Regions from separate parts of the Triticum aestivum genome. Here region 2 is linked to region 1. Evidence: chromatin contacts called from public Hi-C data. All regions are on one chromosome and are shown on one strand. The core of a region is the stretch at or near the end of the contact, and the rest is flanking DNA. Distances in the headings are between cores, read along the strand shown. Region 1 holds the start of LOC123158361 (far upstream element-binding protein 1). Region 2 holds the start of LOC123156024 (glycosyltransferase BC10).

Region 1 (4,995 bases), core at 1,823-4,322:
ACTTATTTGAGTAGTGTCCAGTCTTTCACAATTGTAGCAATTACACTCACGACTAGAAGATCTTTTGTCATTGTAGGACCTTGACTTGGAACTTCTTTTTTTGCTTCTACTCTTGTAGAACTTGTTAAAGTTCTTCACCATTAGGCTCAATTATTCATTGAAAGCTTGTTTCTCACTTGATGATGTAGGAGCGCCGCATGAGGCTTTGTAAGCACCACTAGACTTGTTATGAAGTTCTTCTTTATTCTTGAGTGACATCTCATGAGCAACAATTCTACCAATGACTTCCGTTGGCTTGAGATCTTTGTAATTGGGCATCATTTGGATCAATGTGCACACGGTGTATACAAGGCTCTTAGGATCTTCTTGATGATAAATCTGTCGGCCATCTCTTCACTTCCTAAGGCGGCAATCTCATTTCAGATGAGAGCAAGCCTAGAGTACATTTCAGCGACACCTTCACCATCCTTCATTTTGAACTTGTCAAGTTGACTTTGAAGCACATCCAACTTGGATTCCTTGACGGAGTTGGTACATTCGTGCATATCGATCAAAGTATCCCAAATTTCCTTTGCATTCTCAAGATGGCTGATTTTATTGAATTCTTGGGGGCATAATCCATTGAAGAGGATATCGCAAGTTTGAGCATTGTATTGCAGCATCTTCAATTCTTCTGCGGTAGCTTCATGATTTGGTTCTCTCCCATCGAAGAATTCACCTTGCAAGCCAATACACACAATAGCCCAAACTACGGGGTTATGTCCAAGAATATGCATTTTCATCTTATGCTTCCAACTAGCAAAATCATCAAAGTAAAGACCTCTACGGTGGTAATTTTCCTCGCTAGACGCCATACTCTCCTAGGTTGTGAAACTAAGGCTATGATCACCAAAGCTATGAAAATCAAGGCAAATGGAGATCAAAGCTCAGATACCAATTGTAGGATCAAAAGTATGTCTAGAGAGGAGGTGATTAGACTACTTGACCAAATAAAAATCTAGCCTTTTCCCAATTTTAAGTCTTGGCAGATTTTAGCAACTTAACACAAGTCAAGCAATCGACCTACACATGCAATTCTAAGAGTATAGCAGCGGAATGTAAATCATTGCATATGAAGGTAAAAGGAGAGGAGTTTGGAGGGAGCAAAGGCAACATGGACACGGAGATTTTTGGCGTGATTCCGATAGATGGTGCTATCGTACATCCACGTTGATGGAGACTTCAACCCATGAAGGGTAACGGTTGCGCGAGTCCACTTGCCTCACTTGGGTAGATCTTCATGAAGTAGGCGATCTCCTTGCCCTTACAAACCCCTTGGTTCGACTCCACAATCTCGACGGAGGCTCCCAAGTGACATCTAACCAATCTAGGAGACACTACTCTCCAAAAGGTAATAGATGGTGTGTTGATGATGAACTGTTTGCTCTTGTGCTTCAAATGATAGTCTCCCCAACACTCAACTCTCTCTCTCTCTCAGATTTGGATATGGTGGAAAGACGATTTGAGTGGAAAATAACTTGGGTAAGACTAGAGATCAAGATTCTTGTGGTTGGACTGGAATATCTTGGTCTCAACACATGAGTAGGTGGTTCTCTCTCAGAAAATGAATGCTGGAAGTGTAGGCACATTCTGATAGCTCCCTCCATGAATGTAGGAAAGGTGGAGGGGTATATATAACCTCCATACAAAATCTAACCGTTACACACAATTTATCAAACTCGGTGGGGACCGAATAATGAAACTCGATCAGACTGATTTAGTTCAAAATGTGAACGTTAGGCTTTTCGGTGGGACCGACCTGATCAACTCGGTGGGATCGATATGTTAGGGTTAGGGCATAACTTGATCTCGGTGAGACCGATCACATGAACTCGGTGGGACCAATTTTAGTAATAGGCAAACAGAGAGTTGGTCAGGCAAACTTGGTGGGACCAATCGCTCATTTCGGTGAGACCGAAACATTACGAAAAGAAAACAGAGAGTTTGCATTGCGAACTCGGTGGGACCGATCGCTCATCCCAGTTAGACCGAAACGTTACGAAGAGAAATAGAGAGTTTGCAATCCCATCTCGGTAAGACCGAGATTCCTATCGTTGAGTTCGAACTGATTAGGGTTTCTGGCTATGGCTATGTCAAATGAACTCGGTGGCGCCGAATGTATCAAATCGGTGGGGCCGAGTTTGACTTTAGGTTTAGGACAAATGTGGAAATGAGAAAGTGGGTAGGGGCTTTTGGAGCATATCACTAAGTATTTTGAGCAAACAAGCCATTAAGCAACACCCCATTCCCTTTTAATAGTATTGACTTTTTCTATGGACTCAATGTGATCTTGGATCACTAAAAATGAAAATGTAGAGTCTTGAATTTTTGCCAATATGTGTCCTTAGCATTTTGAAGGGTTCATATCTCTAGTCCATGCCATATCAATCATTAAACTTTCTGAAATGATTATCTCAAAAGAGTATTAGTTCAATGAGCTATATGTTGTTAAGAATTACTAAATTCACCCAGGGATTAGTTGCACTTTCAATATGCAAAGAGGCAAATACAGGTTACCAAACACCAAACATGTCCCAAGTTTATATCTTTTTATTGATGACACTTCAAGGCAATGCTGAACCATCACAATAAGAGTGAAAAACATATAGAAGTGCAAAAAAAAAAGCAAAAAGTGCTATGTTTTTTCAATTACATTTTTCATTTATAGCGTGCTCGCGGAATCCTTTATACTCCCTCCGTTCCTAAATGTAAGTCTTTGTAGAGATTCCACTATAAACCACGTACGAATGTATATAGATACATTTTAAATTTAGATTCACTCATTTTGCTCCGTATGTAGTTCACCTAATGGAATCCCTACAAAGACTTATATTTAGGAACGGAGGGAGTACTTATTTACAATCATCTACTCACAACTTGCGAACTGACTTTCCCCTCAAAAAAGAAAAAAGAAAAAACCTGCGAACTATAACTCAAATACGTGTCCATCCATGGCGCACGTAATATCTCGAGCTTAAAAGTAAAATACGCTTCCGACCACGCTTTTATATAACCAAGACAGGTCGGGACACGGGCTCCTTCTCTCGCATATCCCCACAGGCGCCTCCAGCCCCCCGTACGAAAACCGGAGGCGAAAACCCTCAAACCCTAATCCCCATGGCGGACTCCGACGCATCGGCGCCGCCGCCAGAGGTAGCGACCGAGATGAAGATTCCAGTCGTAGACCTCACCGACGCCGTGCAGGAAGACGCTGCATCTGACCCTTCGGCAGCCGCCCCCACGCAGGAAGAGGCGCCATCAGAGGTTGCCGAGGCCGAAGGCGACCACAAGAGGAAGCTCGAGGAGGTCGACGCGGGCGCGGAGGCCAACGGCGCTGGGGAGGACGCCAAGCGACCGCGCGTGGAAGGCAACGGCGCAGGTTGATCTCTCTCGCGCCCCACCCCCTCTCTATTCACCTGTGCGTTCTACCTAGGGTTTACTGTCTCGGCGACGATTCTGGCGTGTCAAACATGGTCGGTTTCGTCTTAAGCTTGGATCGTAATCCGTCTGATCCGTTCGTTATCTCTGTTGGGATCAGATGCCGTGCAAAACAGTGAGTCCTCCGAGCCCCAGGAGCCAGTCGCTGTGATTACCGAGGGGGCGGCAGATGCCCAGAATGCCGAGGCTGCTCCTGCCGGCGATCTGCAGACAAGTTCTGAGGTCAAGCCTCAGGAGACTGCAACTGAAGCACCACCACAACATCAAGAAGGCGATGCAACCGGTGCCCTGCAGGAGACTACCCGCCTAATTGATGTGCCCAATACCAAGGTATGACCATTGGCTTAGATTAAATCTGTTTTTTGGAGGCCAGTGTTGCATCAAGCACATAAATTCGTGTGTACTATTGATTTACACACATAATTTGCTTATGCTGATGGTGGAAATTCATGCAGGTCGGTGTTCTAATAGGAAAAGCGGGTGAAACAATCAGAAACCTGCAAATGAGCTCAGGCGCGAAGATCCAAATCACAAAGGATGCAGATGTTCCTTCAGATGCCACGACTCGTCCAGTCGAATTGGTTGGAACTAATGAGAGTATTGACAAGGCTGAGCAGCTTATTAAGAGTGTTATAGCCGAGGTATGCTAAATGTATCAACTTCCTCAGAGGTTTGAAGTAGTTCACGTTTGCTGAACTTATATTGGTAAAAGTTACATCTCTAAGGCTCTTTCCAATGCATATATTCCAGGCTGAGGCTGGCGGTTCCCCTGCCTTGATAGCCAAAGGTTTCGGATCTGGTCAGTCAGGTTCAGAGCAGTTTGAGATGCTAGTCCCTGATAATAAGGTTAGTTTTCAGTGTTGGTGATGAATCCAACTGTTTTGTTTGCCTAACTCTTTTCTGATCTTAATCTATTTCTTAGGTTGGTTTAATTATTGGAAAAGGAGGTGAGACAATTAAAAACCTGCAAACCCGATCTGGTGCTCGAATCCAGGTAGATAATTTGCATGTTATGTTGGCATTTTTAAACAACTATAGCTTATGTTAACTGAGGCTTGAGGGCGGCGGTGAATGTTAATGTAGTTAATTCCTCAACATCCTCCGGCGGGTACTACACTGACTGAAAGGACTGTACGTGTTACTGGCAATAAGAAGCAGATAGAAGCTGCAAAAGAGTTGATTAAGCAAGCTATGAGTCAGGTGATGTGACCCTGCTTTGTGCTTTTTTGTTCCATTATTGCTGTGATGAAGCCTCTCATGCTCGAGGCTGTTGTGATCCTGCTTTATGCCTTTTATCATTCATCCGTGCAGTGATCAACTCAGTAATGCTTCATTCTGTCTATTGTCCATATGTACATTTGTGCTGTGATTACCTTCATGATGCTTATGCCCCTGTGATAAACGTAGTGATATCGAATCTAGTGTTGTCGCAAAAAAATCAAGTTTGTGTATTATGCTACTTGGTACGAAATCATAGCATGTATGATTGCCTGTCTTTTTCATTTCTACCTTGTCTGA
Region 2 (4,995 bases), core at 2,264-4,763, 320 kb before region 1:
CAGGGCAGCAATACAAGGAGCAGCAACAGTCACTTTCATCAAAAATCTCAACCGTTTCCATTATTTTGTTTTAACAAATACCGCTGCAATTTCACCAAATATATCTAACCAGAACAAGTCCTAAACAAACACCACGTAGGCCATTCACAGATTATAAGTAGTAACTTGTTGTGCAGGTCAGACACCCATCACACAAAAAATTAATCCACAGACTTTCTTCTATTTCGGAATGAAATACTCATAGACCTGTGCCTGTGGATTATTGTAATCACTGACTAAGGGCATGACAAGAGCGTGTGTGGGCTACGCCAGCCTAAAATCATGTCTCCCATGTTCGCCAACGAATCCTAGTTTTGTGCAGCTGCCAAACGCACAGGCCAATTAAGCATGTCCCCGCAATACTATTATGCAGTCCCACAGCCAAACAAGTACAATCTGTAACAGCAAGTCCAAGAATTTGTAGCAACATAGATGGCCTACTCATGTGTGCCTTTCAAAAAGAACCAGCTTTTCTTCCTTTCTTGTGGAGACAGTGCCACAAGAAGGTGGCATATTCTGCCTACATCCACAAACTTCTCTATCTACACTAGCTTTCATCTCATGGACCAGAGCAGAGCATCCTCACAAGTCACAACCACCAATGGCAAGCTGTTGCTTCAAGGTTTCGAGGATGTGGCTATGTATCAAGTGCGCAACTCCATCTGGCAACGCCAGACTTGAAGCCAAGCCAAGCCAAGCCAAACAATGATTGAGCAAGTTATATTCACATAAAATTAGCATCCTGACCAAGTCATTACAATAAGTGATATGGGGGCAGAAGAAAAGAGAAAAAAGATCTATCACAGAGCTATGATATATTAAAAAGAATGGGGGGTGAAAATGTCCTCTCTGGATCTTGTAGTGCCATTCGTCCATTACTCGGGAATCAGCTTCAGGATAAGTGAAGTAAATTTCACCGTCCCACACAGCGTCATCCGCCAGCCAAGCGTCTCGACAGCAGTCTCTCATCTATCTAAGAAGAGACACATGTCCCTGAGCTAGCAGAGTACCTCTACCACCTGACCGGTACCGGCACGCGAGCAAGTGATCGTCGATGGAGATAGCTCGATAATATAATGCCGATGGGAAGCCGAGCTCAAAAGTCCAACACCGTCGAAGTGAGATTCATCAATGGCCCCAAAGCACTGGGAGCAAACTTCCTAGCAAAGAGGTAGCACACAGAAGTGTGCTTCGAGTTGTAGAGGCACTGCGTACCATTGTTCCTGATGGCCTTGATGAAATCTACATTGATGTTTCCAGCACCGTATCTTGCTGGATGCGGGCCTCCTCTTGACCAATCAACCCATGTGATGGTCCTGTTGGCGTTGAGCGACCCGTGGAACAGATGAAGATAGGTCGGTATGTAATGCTCGTCCGGGTAGCAAGATGGTCTGCAATGCTTCCGGAAGATCGAGTAGTACTTGTAGTCCGCTACGACACGCACGGCCAGCTCCCGGTTAAGCTCAAACCACTCTGACCCTTTCCTCCATTGTTCCGGCAAGATGTGAGGTGCCATTCGACGGTTGTAGCGGCCAGCGCTTTGAGGGGTGTCGATGTTGTAGGACTCGACGAAGCTCTGCTCCGAGTTTATGAGGTACTCGTAGACGGTTGGGAAGTTGAACACCGGAATGCAGCTCTCCGAGAGCAGAACAAAACGCTCGTTCGAGAAATCCAACAACGCGTTGGCCAGCAAGCGCTTCTCAGCATCAACCAGGGTTATTGATCCCCAAGACACTTCCTGCATTGGCAATAAACAAGGATCAGAATATGTTATCAAAACTAGCCGTTGATCAGGGTCCCAGAACCGCACATGGAGGGCACTCACACTGTTAAATACTGAAAGAATGCAAACATCGCATCGATATTTGAGGTTGACACTTTAGCCCAATTATTAAACATAAAAGAAGAAAAGCAGAGTACACAAATAAACAAAGTCCCAACCATAAGACATCCATGACTAATTATTTAGTGGGTAAATTGAAGCAGAATATTGTAGATTAAGCATCTCTAGATCACAATATTAGCAACATTCGTGAGCACCACTAGTTGGAGAATCCATCGAGTAGTTTACCCACCATCCTGGCATGGGGTCAAGCAAGCATATTCCCCTAGAGGCTAGAGCAAATACATACACATATCCCAATCATGAATCAAGTTGAGCACATGGCAACCACCAACTAGCGCGACAACGGTTGTCCGACTCATTCCACCAAGGCACCAGCTAACGAATCAATCAGCCACAATTTTTCGCAAGCAGTTCAACTAATTAACAATCTAATTGTGCCATGATTCGGTGACTGCAATTTTTACGACTTACGAGTTATGAAGTTCAGGTAAATTATTATGAAGGAAAGAAGAGAGTGTGAGGAGAATGATTATGGTACCTCGCTGGGGATCTGGCGGCCGTAGAATGGGGATGTCTTGGAGACGTTGAGCTTGTAGTCCGGGATGGTGTGGAGGTAGACGGAGAAGAGGCCCTGGTGCCCGTGGAAGAAGCGCTCCCAGAGCGGGGCGAAGGGGAGCGGTCCGCGGGTCATGAAGAGGAAGGCGACCTTGGGGACCCGCTGGAAGGGGAACTCCTCGGCGGTGGGCACGAGGGTGGCGCGCCAGAAGAGCTCGTCGTCGGTCATGGAGTGCGCGAGGGTGGGCGGGTGCACGAAGGCCTTGAAGCCCGGGCCGCAGTCGCCCGTGGCACCGCGGCGGTCGCAGGAGCTGTAGGTGGCGGTGGGGAAGAAGAGCTCGGTGTGGGAGTTGTAGTAGTAGCGGGAGACGTTGGCGCTGACGGAGAGGCCGATGACGACGCCGGCCATGAAGATGACCATGGCGGTGACGAGCTTGAGCAGGCCCGTGGACCAGTCCTTGCGCGGCGTGTTGGGGAAGTAGTCGCCCTCCTCGTCGGCGCCGCCGCCGCCCCCGCCCCCGCCGCGGGACTTGAGCATCGGCTTCGAGTCCCCCCACATCGCGACGGCCGGCGGGGAGCAGGCCGAGGATCAAATCGGGCGCGGGCCAACCGTTCCGCCGGCGGCGAGATCGGCCGAGCGAGCAAGATGGGGCCTTTTCGGCGCCGGAATCCGCAGGGGGGAGCCCCGATCTGGCGGCACGGGAAATCCTAACCGGGCCGGGTGGATCCGCGCGGAAAAGGCCAAGGGTGGACACGGCACGCGGAAAGGCTCGCGACGAGGGCCTTTATAGCGGCGACGGGAGGAAACACGGCAAGGAGGAGGCTGGCAATCTTTCTTTCCGTGTTTCTTAGTGGGTAAGGAGGAGGAGGAGGAGGAAATACGCGTGGCGGAGGAGGGGGAGGTCGCTGTCGATTCCGATCCAGCTCCGCTCGCGACTCGACTCGACTCGGGGACGGAGCTGGAGGTGGAGGTGGGTATTTATGGGAGCTGGCTTCCTCCCCCTCCTCGTCTTCTTCTTCTCCGAGTGGTCGTCGCGGACGGCGAGAAGAAGAGGCCAAGGCCAAGGGCGCGGGGGGGAGTAATTGATCGATGATCTTATTTCTCCTAAAAATAAATGACTGAAACGAGAGAGGTTATATATTAGGAGTAACTTAATAATTGATTTGGGTGGGAAGAAACGGTCTGGAAGACGCGGGCCCACGGTCGCGGAAGCGGCGCCGGGGTGACTCGTAACTCGGAGTACTAGGTGTGTCTGACGGGTGGGCCCCGGTGACGGGCCGGTTCACGCGTCGTCGCGGCCCACCTCGTCAGCGGCGCGCGCGGTGAGTGGTAAAAGTTGCTTTTGGCGGCCTGGAACGGGCGGACGGACGGTCGGCCAGCGACGTGGTCGCACGCGCTGGGGGCACTGCCGCGTGGGCGCGTGGTGGGCCGCACGTCAGTCGCAGAACAAGAGGACACGTGATGGTGGTGGTGAACGGGGGCGCAGGGCGAGGGTGGCCGTAGCGGCTGCCTGCCGGTTCGTTTCTGTGCCGTTGGTTGGTTTGGATGAGTGGGGTGGTGCCGGTGCGGTGCGGTGCGGTGCGGTTCGAGGGCAGCCTACAGCCAGCGCCACTCCAGTGCAGTTCGTGAGGCGGAGGCGGGACGACGCATGTGCTCGGTCGTTGCGGATCGGATGCTACCTAGCTATCTTAATCTATTCCGCCTCCCAACCCAAAGAATGCATATTCTACTTGGAGACAGCCCCATCACTGTTGGATACTGCATGAATCCTACGTATCGGTGGGTGCAAGGCATCCTACTAATCATCATCATCAGTTGCCCGTTTGGCTTCATCAGGAATAAAATGAGCCTGTACGCTATGTCCTTCCCAGGCTAGCTTAAAAATGGGGAACTATACGTGTCATCCAATCATTCTACTGAACACTCACACTCTCGCATCATTGTGCATGGTGGACGAGCCCATCTCAACTCTCGAGTAACTTGTTACCAGCAACCAAACACAAGCTTTGGTCAGGCAAAAAATCAACATCTCCACCTAGATTGGTTATCAGCATACCCTTTTGGTTGGCCGCTTGTTTGTCGGAAAAACAAGGCATGGTGTTTGGTTTCATGCAACCGCGTGTTGTCTTCTAACCTCTTCGCCAAGGCGGTGAGATTACTAGCACACATGGGCGTGTACAACAACCCAAATACACGCAAAAGATAGCATATTAACATAGTTCTAAATAATAGCAAGCAGTTTTAAACATAGTACCGCACTTAAACATAGCAGTCTTCAAGCAAAGCAGCACGATATAGTCGATACTAAACTAGCTGGAGCAAGGAAGAGTTGTCCTAGACATTCATGGGGAAGGCGTCGTCGTGCCTCCAGCACTTGGTTACCACTTCAATGTCGTCGTCGTTGAAGACGATGGCCTTGAGCGTGTTGGGAGTTAGCAACTTGAAGGTCACCATGTACCCGATATTGATCTGATGGACGGTGGCAAAGCTGGCCCTACCCTGGTCGAGGGCGACCCTGTCGTTCATCAACCCCACGGTGACCCTCCATGAGCAG

What was found. A called contact is a pair of places that touch in the nucleus more often than the background predicts.
Region 2: a Hi-C map of leaf shows a contact between it and region 1, with 5 times the contacts expected there. The contact joins the promoter of LOC123156024 here to the promoter of LOC123158361 in region 1. A contact is called at or near these places in 2 of 5 Hi-C or Micro-C datasets (both in leaf).

What each region holds. Positions count from the first base shown.
Region 1 is chr7B:417,988,572-417,993,566 of IWGSC CS RefSeq v2.1, reverse strand. LOC123158361 (far upstream element-binding protein 1) reads left to right here and starts at 3,072. Exons shown (of 7, transcript XM_044576385.1): 1 at 3,072-3,418; 2 at 3,578-3,807; 3 at 3,933-4,118; 4 at 4,228-4,323; 5 at 4,400-4,471; 6 at 4,561-4,677. The coding sequence starts at 3,157.
Region 2 is chr7B:418,305,786-418,310,780 of IWGSC CS RefSeq v2.1, reverse strand. LOC123156024 (glycosyltransferase BC10) reads right to left here and starts at 3,513. Exons shown (of 2, transcript XM_044574189.1): 1 at 2,424-3,513; 2 at 749-1,777. The coding sequence starts at 2,999. The coding sequence ends at 1,136.